Linked DNA regions of Mus musculus: region 1 is linked to region 2. A link is a contact called in public promoter capture Hi-C data. All regions are on one chromosome and are shown on one strand. Each heading gives the region's core, a stretch centred on a gene start, on an enhancer-like site or on the middle of the called end of the contact. The rest is flanking DNA. Distances are from core to core; before and after follow the strand shown. Region 1 overlaps Ppp4r1 (protein phosphatase 4, regulatory subunit 1). Region 2 holds the start of Ankrd12 (ankyrin repeat domain 12).

Region 1 (3,021 bases), core at 480-2,979, 250 kb after region 2:
AAGGGGTAGTAGACAGTAGTGTGTGTGCGTGTGTGTGTGTGTGTGTGTGTGTATGAAACTATCAAAAGCAGGTGCTATGCAAATGACTTAGAAAGGGTGGTGAGTCTGAGACAGTGGAGTGCCCCTGAGTACAGCTGTTCCCAGTTCACTAGCCCACTCTCATTCCTGGGACTGTTCTCTTTTTGAGGCGGCTGTGGCGGAGGGTAGGGGCGGGCTTCTCTAAATGCATTAAGTATCTGACCATGCGCATTCAAGACTTGTGCTCAAGGAACTTCTACTTCAGTGGGTCATCATTACCTAAATAAAGCAAACAGTAGTGTTTACTCGTGGGACATTCTGGTGATTTGCATTGTTCTCAGAATTTCAGCTATAATTTGTAGTTACCATGACAATCATTTTAACTCTCTTTGGGGTCTTTCAAGTTTCTAAAGCAAAAGCAGAAGTGTGCTCCAAGCTGACTGTACAAACTGTCCCAGAGTGCACGCGTGTCTGACAGGCAGGTCCCCTGTCTCCCATGGACTTGCTTTCCATCCATGCATGTCCAGCCTGTCATGTGTCATGTGTCGTGAGCCGCTGGCCATGTGCTGCAGGCCGGCTGTGACTGCAGCTCTGCAGATCCACCACATCACTCTTACAAAGGGGATCTCTCCCATCTCTGTGTCTCACTGTGTAGGATCTTCTGCTGAACTTGTCCTGAGAGCCTACTGTGCTCACAGCTAGCAAAAGGATTCCCCTTCCTTCCCTATTGTAGTCTAGTGAAAGCAGTTAATTCACTATTAAAAATCACAGGAGAAAAAAAGACCGTCGTCAATGATCACAGGCGGTCTGAAACTAAGTCCGCGGTACTGCCTTACAGACAATCGGCTGTGACCTGGTCTGTGTAGAGCTGCTCCCTTAGGGCTGTCGCCACGTTCCCTCTCCTCCCAGGCTTACTGTCAAGACACCATGTTTACAGGACAGCACAGCACTGGTCTCCTGGGTCGGACCTTTGCTTTTAGCCCTGGATCAAGAGTGCACCTTTTAAAACAGTCCAATGCTTTCTGGAGAACTAAAGGCAAGTCCTGCTCTATAACGCACCGCTAGAAAAGAAAAAAGAGCCCCATTGAGCCCTTCTAAAAGTTCAACTCATTTTGTAACACAATGGAGACTAGTTACTTAGCAGAGATTAAACAAAAATGTCCTCAGATTTTAATAAAATCTAAAAGCACTACATGACAAATTTAAATTGTTCTAGGTGTCATAACTGAATTATAAGCATAATTCATATGTAAGCATGTAAATAGTTAAGTTACCATGTAATATTAATAATGAAATTTAACTACAGTATAATTTTAAGTCAAATATACTAGCCATCTCCAAAAACACACATTATGAAACTTAAAAAGTTTATCATTTTACTTATTGAAAAAATGTGCATTCAATATTTCTATTAATATTCACTGAGTGCCCACAATGTGTTAGAGAACTAACAGGTACAAGAGTCCTGGAATAGATCTAAAGACTGGCTGGCCTTTTGCATATAAATTAAGTTTAAGGAAAATAAAATGAGAGTCACTAAAGCTAGATGAAGTTACTAAAACTGAGGTTGATTATTGAGATTGAAACAAGAAGCTAAAGGAAATAACACATCAAACACTTGACGGTAGCTGCTGTGGGCATGGCTCGCTTCCTCTCATCGGGGGCTGAGGATGGGCGAGAAGAAGGGAGAAGGCAGTGCAGGGCTCTGCTGAGGAGCTGCGCCATCGACTCAGAGCTGCTGTGTCACTGAGCTGTCTGTCCTAAGATTCAGAGAGGGTGGGGCCATGCTCGGGCTAGGAAACTGTTCTCCACCTCCGCTGTGTCACTAGCCACTGGGTTACTTCTCACATCTCACAAACTTCATTCAGAAGGGCAGTGGCTTCCACTCGTAGGAACTATACCCCAGTGAATCTTCAAAATTAAGGTCACAACTAGAAAGCATGCTGTGCAGAATAAGCCAGACTCAGAGAGACAATACAATACAGCACGTTCTCTGTCCCCTGTGGATTCAAGATTATACCCATCTGTGCAGAGAGATAGTTTAAATCAAATTCAGTTAAATTAAAATAATATTAGGGACCAAGGATGTAATAAAATTTAATGCTTTTCAGGTATAAAATTACAACAGGAAATCTTAAAAGTCATAGTAAATGAAAACAAGTGCAGAAGGCAGCTAACTGAACACACAGACCACAGTTTTCAAAGTTTAAACAAGGTTTTAGCTGGTTTTATGTCGTGTCACACTGTAATAATCCTAGCTCTCAGGACAATGGGGCAGGAAGACCTGGGGCCAGCCTGGGCTACAGAATGAGATCTTATCTTCCCCACAAACAAAGAAACCAAAAGAAAGGTTTCTGTTGTAAAAGAATTACTTAAGATTTTACTTTATTTTTGCTTAAAAATGGGTATTTCTCAAAATTGAGCAAACTGATAGTTTAGAAATTTTAGTTTTGGGAACAAAAAGGGTAAAAACCATCCAGAATGTGGTATTACATCTGAAGATTTGCAAAAGTTTGCAGCTATAGGATTTAAAAGTTTTTTGTTTTGTTTTTTTCTTAGAGACAAATTCTCATGTAGACCTGTCTGGCCTGGAACTTTCTATATAGGCTAGGCTGGCCTAGAATTCCCAGAGGTCGGTCTGAGTGCTGGGATTAGAGGTGTGCATCATCATGCCTAGTCCTAAGAACATTGAGCACCATCTGACTGCGTCTGCTCCTAACCCTGTTCCTAAGCTCCGCAGGCAGAATAAGGAGAGCCTCGCAACACCCCACTTCCCACTAAGGACTTAATGCATCGTCCACTTGGTAAGAAGACTGCTTTCTTTAGGACTCAACAACCAGTTCAGTTGCCCACAGTGGAGGACATGGGCCATGTATGTGATGTCCCCCACCTCTAAAATACAAATTTGAAAAAGAAATTATTCTTGTAAAAGTCTAAAGCTCACTCTTTAGCCCTCACCTTTCTTACTCTCTTTCTCTCTCTTTCCCTTCCCCCCTCTCTCAC
Region 2 (2,822 bases), core at 131-2,630:
AATTAATGAGACTGTCTTTTTTTTTTTTTAAGCTAGATTTGATTTATATTATGTGGATTAGTGTTTTGCCTGTGCTCGTGGTGTGCACCAAATCCAGAAGAGAGCAGTGGACACCCAGGAACTGAAGTTACATAAGGTTTTGAGTGGTCTTGTGGGTGTTGGGAACAACTGAATCTAGGTCTTCAAACAGTGCTTTTAACCCCAGAGCCATCTCTCCAGCTCTGCCTATATAAAAAGACTAACTGGTTGTGAGTGCTTATGATTTAGGGTCTAAGGTAGGTCTTTAAAGTTAAGTTTTCACCAGAAATATAGCTCTCACTATACACCACTGTTGGGTACTTGGTTGGCATGAGCAAGGGCAGAGCTTCAGTCCCCAGTTCACACATACACAGATTTCTCTAGAAGACTGTTCATACTGAAAGTTTTTTATAGCTGAGAACAATGGAAGACAATCTATCCTGATTTTTTTTTTTAATGAAGGTTTATGTCCCTGTCAAGCCCAAAACTCACATCAGAATTTACAGCTTATTATTGATAGGACTGTCTTAAAATCATTAAGATACTAACGGATACTGAAGGAGGCCACAGTTAACGAAGAGGGAGAAGATGGTTTCCTGTGGAGTATGTAACTTCTTAGGGTGGTTAAAGCACAACGGTTGCAGGCTAACCGCTGTAGATTAAAGTATTCAGAAGGAAGTCTGAGGACAAGCTGCTGCGATGGTAAAATTTCCTCACACGCCCTATGAGACTTAGTACCACAGGAACAAATTTGGTGAAATTTCTGCTCAGAAAGGTCACAGGATCGCATGGCTAGAACTGAGCTTACCGATGCGTTCTTTGCAAGCAGTGCTTAGAGCCGTGCTTTGGGAACAGAGTGCGTCTGGCTGGGACATCCCTCGGCCCGCGCCGCACGAAGCGGCTCAGTCACGCAACCCGGACCTGCCCCACAGTGCTGCGGTGCCCTCCCGCCCGCACGACCACCGCTAACAAAACCCTCCCGGTTTCCGGCTGGTTTTGCCGTCCCAACTCAAACCCTGCAAAAATATGTGCGTTTCCTCCGCCGGGCGCCAGCACCCATGCCGCCTTTTGCACATCTCCGGTGGTGGTGACTGCGCGTGAGGAGCTCCCCGGCCGACGGCTCGAGGGCTGCTCCGACTCCCACGCGGCTCCAGGACTTCCGGCCCCCTCCACCCGCTCCGCTTCGCTCCCCAAGAACGCCACCCGCCGCCGCGCGCTCCGCTCCTCCGGGGAGCCCAGGGACGGGCGCGTCGGGGGCGGGGCACGGCGGTCACGCCGCCCGTCCCGTGCCTGCAGGAGTCACGTGTCCGCCCGGGTCACGTGCTCGCGCCGCAGCCAATCGCGGAGAACGCTGTCCAGGAGCAAGGAGGCTGTGGTGAGAGACCGACCAAGACCGGAGATGTTTTTAAGCCTGGCCCCGGCGGCATCAGGGGCTGTTGCAGCGGCGACGGAGACACCGGCAGCGGCGGCCACCCGGAGGTCCTCGTTCAGGGGGTGAACCCTTCTGCGCCCGCTGAGCCTCGGGTCTGTGCGGGCCAGGGGGGCGTGGCGACCAGAGGGGAGGAAGGAGGGCGCGGTTTCGAGTCTGTCCCGGGTACCAGGGAGGAGACCCTCAGCCCGGTGCCCCGTCTCCTCCCCGGAGCCAGGTAGGGGGGTTGCGCCTCTGCCAGCCGCGCCCAGCCGTGTGCTACGCGCCACTCGGCCCAGCCCAGCCCGCGGCGCGGCCGGCCGGACCGTGACAGGCCGTTGGTGGCCGCCCCGCCCGGCATCCTGACGGGTCGCGGCGCAGGTGGGGCCGCCGCTGGGCGACGCTCGGGCGGCGGCTAGCGCGAGCGCCTTGGCCGCCGCTTACCGGAACATGGCGCGGCCGGGAGGGCGCCGCCAGCGCACCGGGACGGACGGCATCGCGGGGGCGCGCCGTGCCGCCGCGCGCTCCCGGTGCCAGCGGCGCTGCGTGCGCGGTTGTCGGAGACTCGGTGCGGGCCGGGGCGTAGGAGGCGCGATGGTCCCGGGAGAGGTGCGTGAAAGCGAAAGAGCTGCGGCTCGCCGGAGCCAGTTCTGTCCTAAATGCCAGTGCGACCTGCCCTTGCCGCGTTGAGCGATCAGGTCTAGTTTGTGCCAGTTCCGATTGGAATGATGTTCAGAGACCCTTAGAGCGTATTGGAATCTTAGATCTGGTTTTTGGAGAGTAAGATGGAGATGACGCATCCTTCAGGATCCACGGCGTTGAATAAAAACGCTGTACAAAGAGGTCACCGAAGCCCAGCTGACAGCTGTTTTAATAATTACAGCGAGAATAGTTGAGGATGGAAATGAACAGTATTGCACTAGTTGAGTACGTCGGAAACATTTGAAGCAGTGTGGTTGTAGGGACTGTAATTTCCGCTGGACACCCCTTGAACTGGGGCGAAGTATGTTGCAAATCCGGCGATCAGTGACGCTCAGGGATTATCGTTAATTCTGTGGTTGAGACGAACCTGCATTCTCAGCCATGTGTTTCTTCTTATTTTAAAATGGCCTGAGTCAATTATAAAGAAAGATGAACTATCCCAGTAAGTCATCTGTTCATTAAAAACATATGCCCAAGTAGGCCTTTAAAAATCTTGCTTACTGATCTTTTTTTCATTTTCTTAAAGCGTTACACAAAGGCTTTCCTGGAGATTAACTCAGAACTGCCAAAATGTGCTCTCTTGATGCCAAATGGTTTAAAAGCAAAAATTAGAATCACCAATGTGACAATGAAGACATTGTTGTAGTTCCCTTTAAAACGTTTCAGTTTGACATTTAATATTTTAATATATTTT

The links. Promoter capture Hi-C pulls out the DNA fragments that hold promoters and counts their contacts.
Region 1: a contact with region 2 is called in a promoter capture Hi-C map of the HPC-7 cell line. The contact joins the enhancer-like site here to the promoter of Ankrd12 in region 2. A contact is called at or near these places in 12 of 39 promoter capture datasets (the C10 cell line, the HPC-7 cell line, cranial neural crest and 9 more), 1 of 484 Hi-C or Micro-C datasets (embryonic retina), 5 of 115 datasets of contacts at active chromatin or transcription factors (bone marrow-derived macrophages, effector CD8 T cells, embryonic stem cells and 2 more) and 4 of 9 other capture datasets (adipose tissue, embryonic stem cells, liver and 1 more).

The regions. Positions count from the first base shown.
Region 1 is chr17:65,825,184-65,828,204 of GRCm38.p6, reverse strand. All of the region lies in intron 11 of Ppp4r1 (protein phosphatase 4, regulatory subunit 1), which reads right to left. Among named protein-coding and RNA genes, the nearest start is that of Ppp4r1, 43 kb to the right of the region's middle. Within about 2 kb of position 1,729, at least 42 of the 459 cell types and tissues checked have an H3K27ac peak or open chromatin away from gene starts, as enhancers often do. A contact at or near this core is called in the HPC-7 cell line, effector CD8 T cells and trophoblast stem cells, where this site is marked.
Region 2 is chr17:66,075,604-66,078,425 of GRCm38.p6, reverse strand. It overlaps Ankrd12 (ankyrin repeat domain 12), which reads left to right and starts at 1,380. Exons shown (of 13, transcript NM_001025572.1): 1 at 1,380-1,542.